Linked DNA regions of Mus musculus: all the other regions are linked to region 3. A link is a contact called in public Hi-C and promoter capture Hi-C data. All regions are on one chromosome and are shown on one strand. Each heading gives the region's core, a stretch centred on a gene start, on an enhancer-like site or on the middle of the called end of the contact. The rest is flanking DNA. Distances are from core to core; before and after follow the strand shown.

The links. Promoter capture Hi-C pulls out the DNA fragments that hold promoters and counts their contacts. Hi-C and Micro-C count contacts between places; a contact is called where the count stands out from the background.
Region 1: a contact with region 3 is called in a Hi-C map of erythroblasts, with 4 times the contacts expected there. The contact joins the promoter of Tagln here to the promoter of Fxyd2 in region 3. A contact is called at or near these places in 10 of 39 promoter capture datasets (the 3T3-L1 cell line, 3T3-L1-derived adipocytes, the HPC-7 cell line and 7 more), 4 of 15 datasets of contacts at CTCF or cohesin (embryonic stem cells, large pre-B cells, pro-B cells and 1 more), 42 of 484 Hi-C or Micro-C datasets (the 63-12 cell line, B cells, the C2C12 cell line and 24 more), 5 of 115 datasets of contacts at active chromatin or transcription factors (the HPC-7 cell line, embryonic stem cells, epiblast stem cells and 2 more) and 1 of 9 other capture datasets (embryonic stem cells).
Region 2: a contact with region 3 is called in a promoter capture Hi-C map of pre-B cells, with 3 times the contacts expected there. The contact joins the promoter of Phldb1 here to the promoter of Fxyd2 in region 3. A contact is called at or near these places in 1 of 39 promoter capture datasets (pre-B cells) and 1 of 115 datasets of contacts at active chromatin or transcription factors (large pre-B cells).

Annotation. Positions count from the first base shown.
Region 1 is chr9:45,934,774-45,938,854 of GRCm38.p6, forward strand. Tagln (transgelin) reads right to left here and starts at 1,285. Exons shown (of 5, transcript NM_011526.5): 1 at 1,061-1,285. It overlaps Sidt2 (SID1 transmembrane family, member 2), which reads right to left. Exons shown (of 26, transcript NM_172257.4): 26 at 3,084-4,081.
Region 2 is chr9:44,732,701-44,736,963 of GRCm38.p6, forward strand. It overlaps Phldb1 (pleckstrin homology like domain, family B, member 1), which reads right to left and starts at 2,498. Exons shown (of 22, transcript NM_153537.4): 1 at 2,425-2,498. It overlaps Gm24166 (a small nucleolar RNA gene), which reads right to left and starts at 4,247; the gene lies at 4,113-4,247.
Region 3 is chr9:45,404,706-45,409,384 of GRCm38.p6, forward strand. Fxyd2 (FXYD domain-containing ion transport regulator 2) reads left to right here and starts at 1,385. Exons shown (of 6, transcript NM_007503.4): 1 at 1,385-1,461; 2 at 3,401-3,439; 3 at 3,595-3,669. The coding sequence starts at 1,425.

The sequences.
Region 1 (4,081 bases), core at 35-2,534, 530 kb after region 3:
AAGGGTGAGCATTTCTGCATCCCTGAGAGATCACACCTAAATTCCAGAAGACTAGTCCTCTTATATAGATGTGGCAACAGCCCACTGACATCCTTTAGAGAGCCCCAAGGGGAACCACCAAGACCCTTTGGGAGGAACAGGGGTCCCAGGGCTGTCCAGTCCCAGTTCCAAAGCTCCTCCACCTGTCACCTATCTGTCACCTATCTGCCACCTGTCACCTATCTGCCTACAGTGGACTGACCTCCTACTTTCAAACTGGACCAAGCTGCCATGAAAAAGCAAACCTTAGCTGGGCAGTGGTGGCACACGCCTTTAATCCCAGCACTTGGGAGGCAGAGGCAGGTAGATTTCTGAGTTCGAGGCCAGCCTGGTCTAAAGAGTGAGTTCCAGAACAGCCAGGGCTACACAGAGAAACCCTGTCTAAAGAAAAGAAAGAAAAAAAGAAAAAGAAAATTAGAAAGAGAGAGTGAAAGAGAGAAAAGGAAAGAAAGAGAGAGAGAGAGAGAGAGAGAGAGAGAGAGAGAGAGAGAGAGAGAGAGAAAAGGAAAGAAAAAGCAGGCCCTATCCCAGGCTAGTCTGAAGCATTAAACTTCTGTGGTAGATGGAGCACATGCCTGCCACACATAGCGCCCTGGGGTTTGATCCCTAGCGCTACAAAAAATAAGATCTTTAGTCCTCCACTGCCTGAGGGGGCTACCTCCTGGCTCCCCCGAGTTGCATTAGCCCTGGGGACCATCAGTGGGTCACTGCTTTCCAGAACTTAGCCCCTCACCTTCTTGGAGATCCAAAGATGGAGTTGTTCCCTTGGCCTCATTTGTCACCTCTTTGGGCCTAACACATAGCCCATACACCTATGGGTGGGACAGTGACTGAAATTTGAGCCTCCCTCTCACCCCATTTATTCTTTTGCCCCAGTCAAATCATCCTAGGCATTTTAACCCAGACTTTTTGTCTAACACAGAGAATGGTCTCTAGGGACCCAATTCCACCCAGCAAACTAGAAGAGACTAGGGGATCTAATTGAGCCCACAGCCCTTCTGCTCCCATGACTTGCACTTACAAGGCTTGGTCGTTTGTGGACTGGAAGGAGAGTAGCTTCGGTGTCTGGGCTGGGGCAGACGGGCCGGGGCGCCGGCTGGGTGAGGGGTTTAAAGGCCGCCTAGGCAGTGATGTCACCCCTCTGCCGCCCGCTGGCGCCCCTCCCTGCCCATGGAAGTCTGCTTGGCTCACCACCCCGGGCCGCCCCACTCACTCCACACAGGCTCCATATTTGGGGAAAGACACCAAGTTGGAGCAGTCTGTCGGGGGCAGCCGGAGACATTCTCTGCATGCTTTGGAGATGCTGCGGGGGTCGGGGCGGGGCGGTGCTGAGGGCGGCCGGGAAAAACCTTTTATGGGCAGGACCCTGAAACCCTTCCTTGTTACCCGGACTTGGGTCTGCTCTTCAATGAGAAAGAAAGGGGGAGGCATTCTAGAGTTTGGCCCGACAAAGGAACCTGCAAGGGACAAACAAGCCACCTTCTTGCAAGGCTTTAAAATCGAGTTGGTGGGAACTAGTCTTGACTGCAGCCTGGCTGCACAACCAGGCACTATGCAAACGCCTTCCTTTCACGTTCCCCTTTATTATGAGATAGCAGTTACCACTCCATTTAACAGTTGAGAAAATTGAGGTTCAAAGTGGCCTTTCCAAGGCTACCAAGTGCATGGCAGAACATGGGTCATCCTGCCCACAGGTATGGTATGCTTCTAGCGGGTGCTTCTCTAGGGAGTGCCTTGTTTAGCAGCAAGTCAACCCTGGCCCCTTCTAGAGCGGTGACAATGGGCGGATGTTTAAGGCCTGGCAAGGCTGGAGACACTAGGGTAAGAGGACTAGGACAGTGTCACCCTCCCTCCCTTCAAAATAGTCCTTATCGTGAAAGATCCTACCACCTCAGAAAGGGTCCCCACTTATCTTGCACCTAGCTTCAGTGGTCTTGGGAAGGGACAGGTGAGACAGGCTCAGGGTTAGGGTTAAAGACAACTGCTATCACACCTGATGGTCTGAGTTCAGTACCCAAGACCAAACACAGTGGAGACAGAACCAGCTCTCCTCTGCCCCTATCTGTGCTATGTCTCACACACTCACTGAATGCAACTTCTTAAAAGGTAAGGCTTTAGTGGTGTCTCTGAGTCCCATCCCCAATTCTGGAAACCTCAGGAAACAGAGAGAGGGAGAGGGAGAGGGAGAAAGGAGTAGAGAGAGGGAAGGAGAGAACCCTCAGGCAGGGTCAGTCTCACCCAGAACTGGCTGCAGGCCAGAGAGGTGCAGCCTCAGACGCTCAATCCACTACAGCCAGCCTGGCTGGTTTAAGCTATTGGTGCATAGAACTCCAGCACCTCCTTGTGGCATCTGAAGGAAGGGTCATAATAAGCTGGAGCTCCTCTAGAGCTCTTGCTTTCCAGCCACTGATTACGTCCTGAATTCACTAGACAGGATTCCCCAAATCCCGTCCTTTTTATAATCTAAATAAAATCTCCCTCCTCGATGGGCACACGCCTTTAATCCCAGCACTCGGGAGGCAGAGGCAGGCAGATTTCTGAGTTCAAGGCCAGCCTGGTCTACAGAGTGGGTTCCAGGAGGGCCAGGGCCACACAGAGAAACCCTGTCTCAAAAAAAACAAACCAAAACCACCCCCCCCCCAAACAACAACAACCCCCCCTCCTCTTAGATCCTGCTTGCCATCCATTCCTGAACAGCCTTTAAAACCTTGGCCTGCAAGGGCTCTGCCCACTTGAGGTGCATCATGGCACAGCCTGGACACCCATCTGCAGAGCTGGCTGGAAAGGATACTGACGTTTACATACGTGGTGGGTAGTCAGGTGCTGTGTGCCTGCTGAAGGGAGGGGTTATCAGGAGAGGGCACAGACACACTTTCAGTATCCTGCTCCTGTAAGCAATGCTTGGAGCAAGGGTCACATGTTTACAGAATCAATGGGTGGCTTGGTGGGATCAAGGAAGGTCATTCCCAATGTAGCCACGCACAGAAACGAGACGGGAAGGCCAAAATAAATGGGACACGGAGGCTCCTGCACCTCCCAACACATCAGTAAGACCCCAAATCCCAGGTCTGGTTGTCTTTATTGAATGTACTCGTTCATAGAAAACAATTGCAACCGTAGCATGGAGGAACATAGAACAAAGCTCAGAAACAAAGACCCAGACCCGCCTCTTCTCCCAGCCCAAGAGCTATAAAAACATGGTGGAGAGAAGGAAACACATTCCTGGGGCCCACTCTTGGCATCTGGAATGGACCTGGTGGAGTGAAGGGCAACCAAGTACCAAAGTGGCCAGGGGCCTGGAGCTGGGTGACTCTGTAAACGCCAAGGACCAGAATGGCCAGGGGCCAGAGCTGGGTGACTCTGTAAACGCCAAGGCTCTTAGGCCTACGTGACTAACACAGAACTTGGCTAAATACTGGACGGAAACTCAGAAACCAGCCCTGAGTCCTTTGGTGAGACAGGGCCAAGGACACACAGGGACCTGGCATGTTCCTCCCTTTCCACGACAGGCACTGGGACTCCTGCTCCCGTGAAAGAGGCAAAAGGGACTGTGTGCTTGGCACCGTTCCGTGGCCTCTAGACATTCTTGGGCAGTGTCAATGGCACTGAGAGGCCCCCATCTGGGGCTTGGCAGGACTGAGGGTGTGGAAGGGGACAGTGAGTTGCCACTTCCCACCAACCCTAGTGCTGGCATCATTCTAGTGGCTGGTGGGATGAGGTGGCCTCTGAATTCAGTCCCCGATCAGAAGACTCAACTTGGGCTGGCCCTCACTGCTGAAGAGCCAGCTCCAAGCACAGGTCAGGGAGGAGGGTCGTACCTAGGCCCCTTGCAGGCCTTAGCACCGAAAGCCTGGCACCAGCTGGCCAGCCCCCAAAGTCTCCTACCTGCATCTGTCCTGGCAGGTCAGAGTGGGCAGTGATAGCAGCCAGCTACAGACCCAGGGAGAGCTTAGGTCCTGGTGATGGACAAAGAATCAGGCACCAGACTGTGGTCCTGGACAGAGCATGGGAAGAAGAAAGGGCTGTGTGTCCTAAGCTGAGA
Region 2 (4,263 bases), core at 1,248-3,747, 670 kb before region 3:
ATAAGGACTGGGGTCTGACACAGGTAACCCTAGCCCCATCCCCAATGTGCTAACAGCCAACACCACCTGTCTCCGGGTCTTAACACCTGAACAAAGGTGAAGGGAGTTCTGGGAAGAGCCAACCAGCCCTGACACCAGTGAGCACTGAAGAAAGTCCTTGGGATCCCAAGGGGCCCAAGATGAAAGGTCCAAAGCCAGCCTTGGAGCAAAATGCCAGGTCCCCCTCCCTCACCTGGGTCTCACAGGAGTCAAATGGTGGCTCTAGAGGGGCAATGCAGAGCAGTAGGCCAAGGCCTTTCTGGTCACAATGACTTTCTTTCGTCTTCCCTGCTCACATACGCCCTCGAGGAAGGGCCACCGGCAGAGGAAGGAGTCAGGACGGGAAGGAAACTGAGGCCGGGCGGGCAGAATGCCCAGGAGAGGCAGGGGGAGTGTCCAAAGCCAGGCGTGTAGAGAAGAAATTAGAAATAAAAATAGGCAGAGAGAAAGGGGGGTTTGTAGAAAGGACGAGGTGCAGGGATAATAGAGTGTGAAGTCAGGAGAAAATACTGAAAGCTGGTGAGGAGAGCCTGGGTGTGGTGGTACATGCCTGTAAACCTAATTCCCTGTACTCCGGATGTGGCGACAGGATATCAGACACTCAAGGCCAGCCTCGGCCTGAGCTTCATGAGACCTTGTCTCAAAAAATAACAGCAGTTTTGGGGATGAGATAGTGAACTAGGAAAATAGACTGTAGGGAAGGCCAGGGAACCCTAAGAAGCATGAGTGGTGGTGATGGGGAGGGAGGGGGCAGACTTAGCATACATTCCCCAAATAGGAGAGGATAAACCAGGCGCTTCAGAGCACCTTGGAGCGGGGAACGGAACCGGAGGGCAGCTAGGAAAAGAGGAATCCCCAGCAGCGGGAGAACAGAGTCTTGCACAGTCTGGGGACAGAGTAGACAGAGCTGGGAAGAGTAGTTGGGGTGGAGGAGTATTGGGGAGCGACGCTGGAAAGGTGCACTTCTCGGAAACCCGCAGGGTTCGTGGATCTCCCCACAGCAGAGGCTCGGCCCTCCCCAGGCCACCGGGTGGGACAAGGCAGCAGTGTTGGGTCGCCTGCTGCGGCAGCCCCGCCCGTCCGGCCCCGGGGACAAGCGGCCTTTCTTCAGCAGGGCAGAGAGAGAAAAAGTCGCTTGTTTGCACAGCAGGGAAAGGGGGCGGCCTCGCAGCTGCAGGAAGGGGGCTGGCATGTGGAGGGAGGTGCGTGCGTGCGGGGAGGTTGCGTGAGTGGAGCAGTCTTCCCGGGCGACCCTTCCCAGCGCGTGGAGTGCGTGGTGTGAAGCGGACTAAGTGTGTGAAGTCGAGGCCCATGTGAGGATTCACGTGTGCACCCGTGGGGTGACACTGGACTGTCGGTGTGACGTGTCTTGCGGGTGCGCGGAGGTGAGGCGTGGGATGCTGTGCGTGGGAGCTGTGCGGACGCCCGTGTTAGTGGCCAGTTCTGTTTGTGTGACCGCTGTGGAGTGAGCCCGAAGTGCGATGAGTCAGTCTCCGGGAGCCTCCGGGACCGCTGAGCTAACGGGCCCAGAATGCAGCCCCACCCCGGCTCACTGGGTCCCCCGCCGGGCCGCGCAGTCGCGAGCCAAATCCCCGCTGCGCTGGCCTGGGCGGAAGCGTCCGCGGCGCCAGGGCAACCCCGCGCCCCACGACCCCACCCAGCCGCCTACCCTCGCTTCCCCATCCCGGGGGAGTCCGATGACGGCGCTCGACCTCGGCTGGGGAACTCCGCGCTGTTTTTGGATCCAGACCGCGGAGGCGGAGCGGGAGCCAACGGCTCAGTCATCCCAGGTCGCCGGGGACCCTCATAGATAACGGGGGTCCTGGAAAAGTGCCCAGGAGACCCTAGACATGGAAACCCCAGGATCCCTCCCTGACTCCCTCCCACGCCTCAGAGTTGAACTCCACATCTTTTTGAGTCCATCCAGGCAGCTGGAACGAGGACAAGAGCGGAGACGCCTAGGGGATCCCCCTTCCTGTGGTCCTGCTGATGTGGAGAGGAACCATGTGCGATGCTGTAGACAAGGTCCCGCGCGCGTACCCAACCCGAGACTGCAAGTGTGGGATACTGGCCATCGGGGTGCCCACAGGAGGATCTAGATCCCGCAAGACTTGGGGGGGGGGAATTCCTCCACTTAATACCAGGGCCCCCTCTGGCGGTGGCGCTGGCAACGACTCAGGAGGGCAAGAGCAAGCAGTTCGCCGAGGGCGGCCCACAAAGCCCCTTCCGCCAACGCACTCACCTGGCATGGCCCCCTTTTTCCGCACCTTTCTACCCAGTTCGCTGGGCCAGACTGGTCTCGTCTGGTCCCGGGGACTTTCCCTTCTGTAGACTCAGCCAGACGGCGAATGGAACCCCGAGGCATAGTGGGAGGGGCACGCTTACCTTGTGGGGAGTTGGGGGGACACCGGCCCCTTTGCCCAAGTGGGCCGCGGCGGCCTCAGGCTGGCGAAGACTCTGTTGCTTTTCCCCTGGAGCCAGCTGAGTAGGAGGAGAGGGAGACTGTCCCGCCCCGCTTCCCTGAGTCCCCGCCCCCATCCCGTCCTGTCCGCCTGGCCAGCTAGAGAAGACGCCCTTGTGGTGCTGGAGCCCAAGGCCCCCACCCAGCTTTTCCCACAGCAGCACCTCCCCCGCTTGCACAGCGCCCGCTTTGTTCATCTGTACAGCTGGGCTTTCCACCACCACCACCAGGGCCACCACCGTGCAAACTCTCCTCTCACCCTCCCCTTCCGACCCTCCTAGACCACCCTCCACTCTGGGCCTCGAAGCACTTCTTTATTTACCTCCGCCTACCCAAGATGCCTGAATCGTCCCCTGACTCCCCATGAGTCCTAGCGCAGCCCTACCACAGATGCTCAATTTCCTTTCAGAACATCAACTGAGGGCACCCAGGTCAGCCCCTACCCTTTGCTGTTCCAAGCCCCACCATAGAGAGTTGTCGATTTAATAATTGCACACCATGCTTCAGAAATGAACGTGAAGGCAAGGTCCGTTGAAAGTGTGCTGTAAGCCAAATGATGGTGGTCTTTTTCCCAGCACTCGGGAGGCAGAGGCAGGTGGATCTCTGTGAGTTCGAGACCAGACTGGTCTCAGAATGAGTTCAAGGACAGCCAGGGCTACACAAGAGAAACCCTGTCTCAAAAAACAAAAACAAACAAAAAAGTGTGGTGCAAACCACAGGACCCAGGAAAGCTGAATGGAGCCGGCCTTTTTGCCTCTGTCCATTCACCTCCACTAAAGAATTGTTGGGTTGCAGCTGGAGCTGGAGGCAGGGTAGAAAGACACCAGGTTGGCTGAAGAGTGGGAGTTTGAGGAAGAAAAGAGGGAGGGGGGCAGTCTATAAGCCCAGCCTGGCGAAGTCATTCAGCAGTCCAACCCGCACCCCGAAATCCAAGCTGACAGTGTAGCCGCACCTTGCAAAGCCTGCTCTTGCCCCAGGAGACGGCTGGGAGGCCTCATGGGAGCTGAACTCAGACTAGACTGGGCCTCTTTAACCTGCACTAAAGGATTGGCAGAGGCTTTTCCTCAGTGAAGGAACAAGCAGGAAGCCCCCAAGTCTGGCTTAAGGTCCAGATGGGATGGGTTGGAGAAAATTTAAAATGAAAGTCCTCTTTGGAATGGACAAACCCAGTTCTGTTCCAGTGGCTTTTGTTCTGTGTTCTCTCTCTCTCTCTCTCTCTCTCTCTCTCTCTCTCTCTCTCAGGAATGGCAGGAGACTGAACTGCAGGAATTTGGTCACTCATTGACAGAACTAGCATTAGTAGGGGGCATCCACAGCTGGCGATTAAACCTGAGACTGTGGAGCAATGAACAAGAGGGAGGAGGAGAAGGAGTCCTACCTGCCACCTCCTCTAGCTAACAGAGGTGACAAGTGCACTGTGGTCACCAGAAAGTCCCAAGATATAAGCAGCTTCTTTTTACCTCTCTTCGTATCATTTGAGGCTCAAGGAACAATTTCAGCTCTGGCCAACCTTCCTGAGGCATATGTCAATCACAACAGTATTTTTCATGCTGCTCTAGTGTGTTGTTGTTGGTGGTGGTTTTTTGGTTTTTTTTTTTTTCTTTTTTCTTCCAGATGTTTCTTTCTAATGAATTGACCATAAGACTTACAATTTCTGCAATGGCCAACAGACCACAGAAAGATATTTCTTTAGGCTCCTGCTTGAAACCAACAGCTTCAGTAAACTGCAGCCTTGATTCAGGGCCATTTTGTTTTTGTTTTTG
Region 3 (4,679 bases), core at 135-2,634:
ATATATGTATGCCTGTATGTATGTAGCTATGTATGTGTATATATATGTATTATGCATGCACTCATCCATCTATCTCTATCTATCTATCTATCTATCTATCTATCTATCTATCTATCTATCTATCATCTATCCATCTATCCATAAATCTATTATCCATCTTGGTATCATTTCTCCATCAACCTATCACTTATATAGCTTGTATGCATGCAGGTATGCATGCAGGTATGTATGTATGTATGTATGTATGTATGTATGTATCTATCTATCTATCTATCTATCTATCTATCTATCTATCATCTATTTCTTGTTTACCTATCACCTGTGTATCTATTTATATATCATCTGCTAGTGTTGGATATTAGCTTCTTGGAGGCCAAGTCGACCATCTGGAACCCAAAGAAGACTGTGGTCTTACAGAATCCACACCATAGTTACCAAGGGGATGGTTACAGTGAGTGCAGGACAGGCTGGGGGTGGGTGGGTGGGTATGGCCATAGCATTTGAGCCCTGGATCTCAAAGGATAGCCATTATTTGTCTTCAACTCTCACTGGATGTTTGACCTTGGGCCTCAGCTTCTCCATACCTCAGATAGCTCATGTCAAGAGAGGAACTAAAGCAAAAGGGAGACAACAGCTAGAAAATGCTTTGTAAGCCCTAAGATCAAGCTGAGCTTCTTCCTGAAAGAGTCATAAGCATATGGTGACAGCCGCAAGAGGGAGTGTTGGGCATCAGGATAGGACATTAGTCAGGGATGGTGGAGGATTTCAGACTGAGGTGTGAGTGGCTAACTGTGGTGGCCTCGGGACCAGGATAAATAAAACAAGTCAGGACAGGCTGTCAGGGACAGCAGTGCTATTGAGGCTGATCCTGCTGGGGACCCAAGATTCACAGGACTGTGGTAAGAAGGGAGCCAGGCCGGGCTCCTTAGGAACACGGCGGGGAGACATGACTGCCCCATGAGAATGTAAGCTGTCACGGTGCTATCCACAGGGCCTTGCAGGAAGCTCTGGAGGCTAAGGGACTTGGAAGTCCCCATCCCGACCCAGGACCCCTATCTATACTTCCCATGTGCCCTTCACCGAGAGTGCATCTTGAAATTCTCACTTCCTCATCTCACTCCCAGCTGCGGCTTCCCCGGCTGATGGAAGAATACTGTTGCTGCCCATCCCAGCCCTGCTCTCTGGAAATTTCCTCTGGGAGGGGCTGGAGACCTCAGGCAGCTCCTCCCTGCCTCTGGCTCCCCCCATACCTCCCCTTGCCTGGGTCAGCAAGAGCCCCTCTGGGGACACTCAGCCTTTCTTGTGACTGGGGTAAATATTACCTGACACTGTTAATATTTAATGCCCCCCCACCTCTGCCCTGGCCACGGCAGACACTGTCCCCATAGTAGAGGCCACAGGAAGACCGTCGTGGAGAAGCCCCGATGGCTGGGGAAATATCAGATCTGTCAGCGAACAGTGGTGAGACTGGCAGGACTCTGCCTGGGACTGGCTCTGGTGGGCAGCTAGACCCCTTCCCTCTCCTGTTCCTTGGAGTTCCCCAGCCAGTGGCTCTCTTAGAAAATTAGCATTCAGAAGGGATCCTCAACCCCACCCCCACAGAAAAAGAGCAGAATAGCAGAAGTTGGAGCATCAGAAGTGTGTGTGTTTATGTGTGTTGTGTGTTTGTGTGTGTGTGTGTGTGTGTGTGTGTGTGTACGTGTGTGTGTACATGTGACTTTGTTCTGGGTGACAGGGTGTTGTTCTGTAGCCCAGGTTGGCCTGGAACTCATATAGCCCAGAATAACCTAAAATTCACTGCATTCTTCCTGCCTCAGCCTTCCACGCCCTGCCCAGTGTGACTTTCTCATCTTGGATGGAGAACTAAGATTTCAAAGTGGTCAGGGGCTGCCGGGGTTGGAGATGGGAGGAGCAGCCCTTTAGCTTAGCCTTCCCCAGAAGGCTTAGGGTCACAAGAAAAGCCCAGCGTTTTGAAATCCACAGACTCAGGCCTGGAGCCCAAGAGGACCCCTGCCGGTCCATAGATGTTGAGTTTTCTGACCTAGAACACTGGTGGAAGAGGGACTCATTAAATGCTTCCTGAAAGGGAAATGGGGGTGGGGTGGGGTTTGGGGTCCTGTCTTGGATCTGGCTGAGGCTGATGCTAGCTCCCCATTTGACCTTGAACATGACGGAAGTGTGGGAAGACTTTCTGCATGGATGCAGAGCCTGGGTCACTGTGGCTTCTCCTTAGATTTTGACCTTTCTGAACAACCCATACCTGAGGTTCACCAGCACTGACCCCCTCTGGCTACTGGAGGGATCTGGACTCACCAGACCCTGCGGCTGGCTGATCACTACAGGGGCACAGTTCAAAGTTGCCTGGGAATTGTTAACTTTTTCATCCCTTTAGAAAAGGCCCCGGACAAGAGGGGCTCCAGCAGGGCAGCAGAGAGTACAGCTGGCATGGAGTGGGGAATGGGGGTGGTGTGTGTGTGTGATTGTAGCTTTGCTGGCCATTGTACTACCAGCTATCCAAGGGTAAGTGCTCTGAGCTCAGGCTGGCAGAGAGCAGAATATCGGCTTCCTTCAGGGTGAAGGAGCCACAGGAGGCAGGGCCAGGGGCAGGCAGCTTGGTCTGAAAAAGTCTTCTTCCTCTATGTCACTTGAAAGGGAGCCTAGCACGTAGACTCATAGTGACGCTTTGCCTGGGTTCAAATCCCAGCTCTGCCCCTTACTCGCTGTGTGGTTGTGGGGTGACTTACTTACCCTCTCTGTGCCCCAGTCTCTTGTGGATGAGAGGGAATAACAACTGTGCCTCAGGTTGTACGAGCTGATGCTCAGACCATTTTGGCCGGGAATGCACAGAAACTAAGTGCTCCTCCTGCCCGTTAAGTATGTCCGGAGGACAGTGACACAGCAGAGTAGAAGCTAGGATGAGTCAAGCCCTGATTCTGCCTTCCATTTCCACTGTGTCCTTACGAAGACTCCAGTGGGCCCTTGATTCCTTCTCCCGTTCCTTGAACACAGAGGCTCTGCTTTCCGCCTTAATTTATTTCAGACATTGCCTTTCCCCGAGGACGTGGAATTATATCAATAGAGGCCTCTGGGGGCTTCCTGGGAGTTGGCTTTTTGGCCTGACTTCGTTATGATACAGAGCTGGGAGCTGGGGAGGACCACGCCCTCCGGAGACTGAGGTCCCTTCAGACAGGGCAGGTTTCTATTCAGATGCCCAGCGTCTGATCCCATGATGCCCATGTGATGTAACCTTTAGGGCGTCCTCACAGGTCCCCTCTTCACTGGGTCACTCTAGCCAGCCTTCTCTTCATCTCGATCCTGGGAGTTCGTTTGAGAACTCTGGAGTTCCCACTACTCTGGGGTTGTGATTTCTTGCTCATCCCACCCCTGGCTCTCTTCTCAGGTGGCAGTGCCAAGGGGACAGAGAATCCCTTCGAGTACGGTAAGCCGGTCCTCCCCTGCCTACTCCGTCAGATGGCTTCCAGCCCTGGGTTCCTGCTATCTGCTCTTAACATGGCGGGGCTGCCTCGCGGGTGGACTTTGGGAGGTCTGTGAGGGGGCGTGCCTACACCACTGCGCATGTCTCCTCTCTCCAAGACTATGAAACCGTCCGCAAAGGAGGCCTGATCTTCGCGGGCCTGGCCTTCGTCGTGGGCCTCCTCATCATTCTCAGTAAGTGGGGACAGATGGAGCATTTCCCAAAGTCATACCGTAAGGACACTTGCCAGGTCCCCACCCACACTCCAGCCTGAGGAGGAATCCAGGAATATGCAGAGGACAGCGAGCCTACCGCTTCTTTCAGTGTGCCCCCTGGTGGCCGTGGGATGGGAAGCGGAGAGGGAAGTCTGGCTGGGCAACTGTGGGGCAGAGGCTGCCAGGGGAGCAGGCACCGCCCCATCTGGACACCACGTCCTAAGCCACCCTATCCCTTGAGTAGTCTCAGCACACTGAGAGACACCGCCTGTAGCCCCACTGTCAGCGTTTGAGATGGACAGTGAGACTCGCAGGGAGAGACTTGTAGCAGCTCTCTCGGTGTAGCAGACATCCACTCCTCCACATATTGCTGCAAACTAGCAGAGATGGAAGCCAGGGCCTGGGGACTCTCGCTAACTTATCCTAACTCTGGAGACAGGGAGACTCCATTTTCTCTCTGTTAAATGGGGACAATACCAACAGTCTAGTAAAATTGGGGTTAACATCCTAAGATAGCCACAGAGGTGAAGGGGTACTTTAGGGAGGTTCTAAGGTAGCCATGAATAGTTCTAGGGGGCAGGAATGGTCTTACCTGTCCTTGAGCCCTGGTAAGCACAATAGCAGATGCTTGTTGTCTTGCCTTGTTGAAGTGAAAAGAAAATACCAGAATCACAATCAGAAAGACATTTGGTGAAGCAAAGAGGATCCTGTATTCTGGAATTCCCACACACTCTGGCTCCTCCCACTCTGAATGAAAGCTGGGCTCTTGGAAGATCTGGTGTGTGTGTGTGTGTGTGTGTGTGTGTGTGTGTGTGTCTTTGAGGGGGGGTGTTGGAAATTATTAGCCTAGGCAAAGCTCTCAAAGCTGGTGGCATCACGAACTCTGGTCCCAGTGGCCACTTACAACATGTCCCCAGTCCAGCACAGATCTGGTGCAGTGACTATTTGTTGATTGACTAATTGCTTAGTGGTCCACCCTTATATAAACA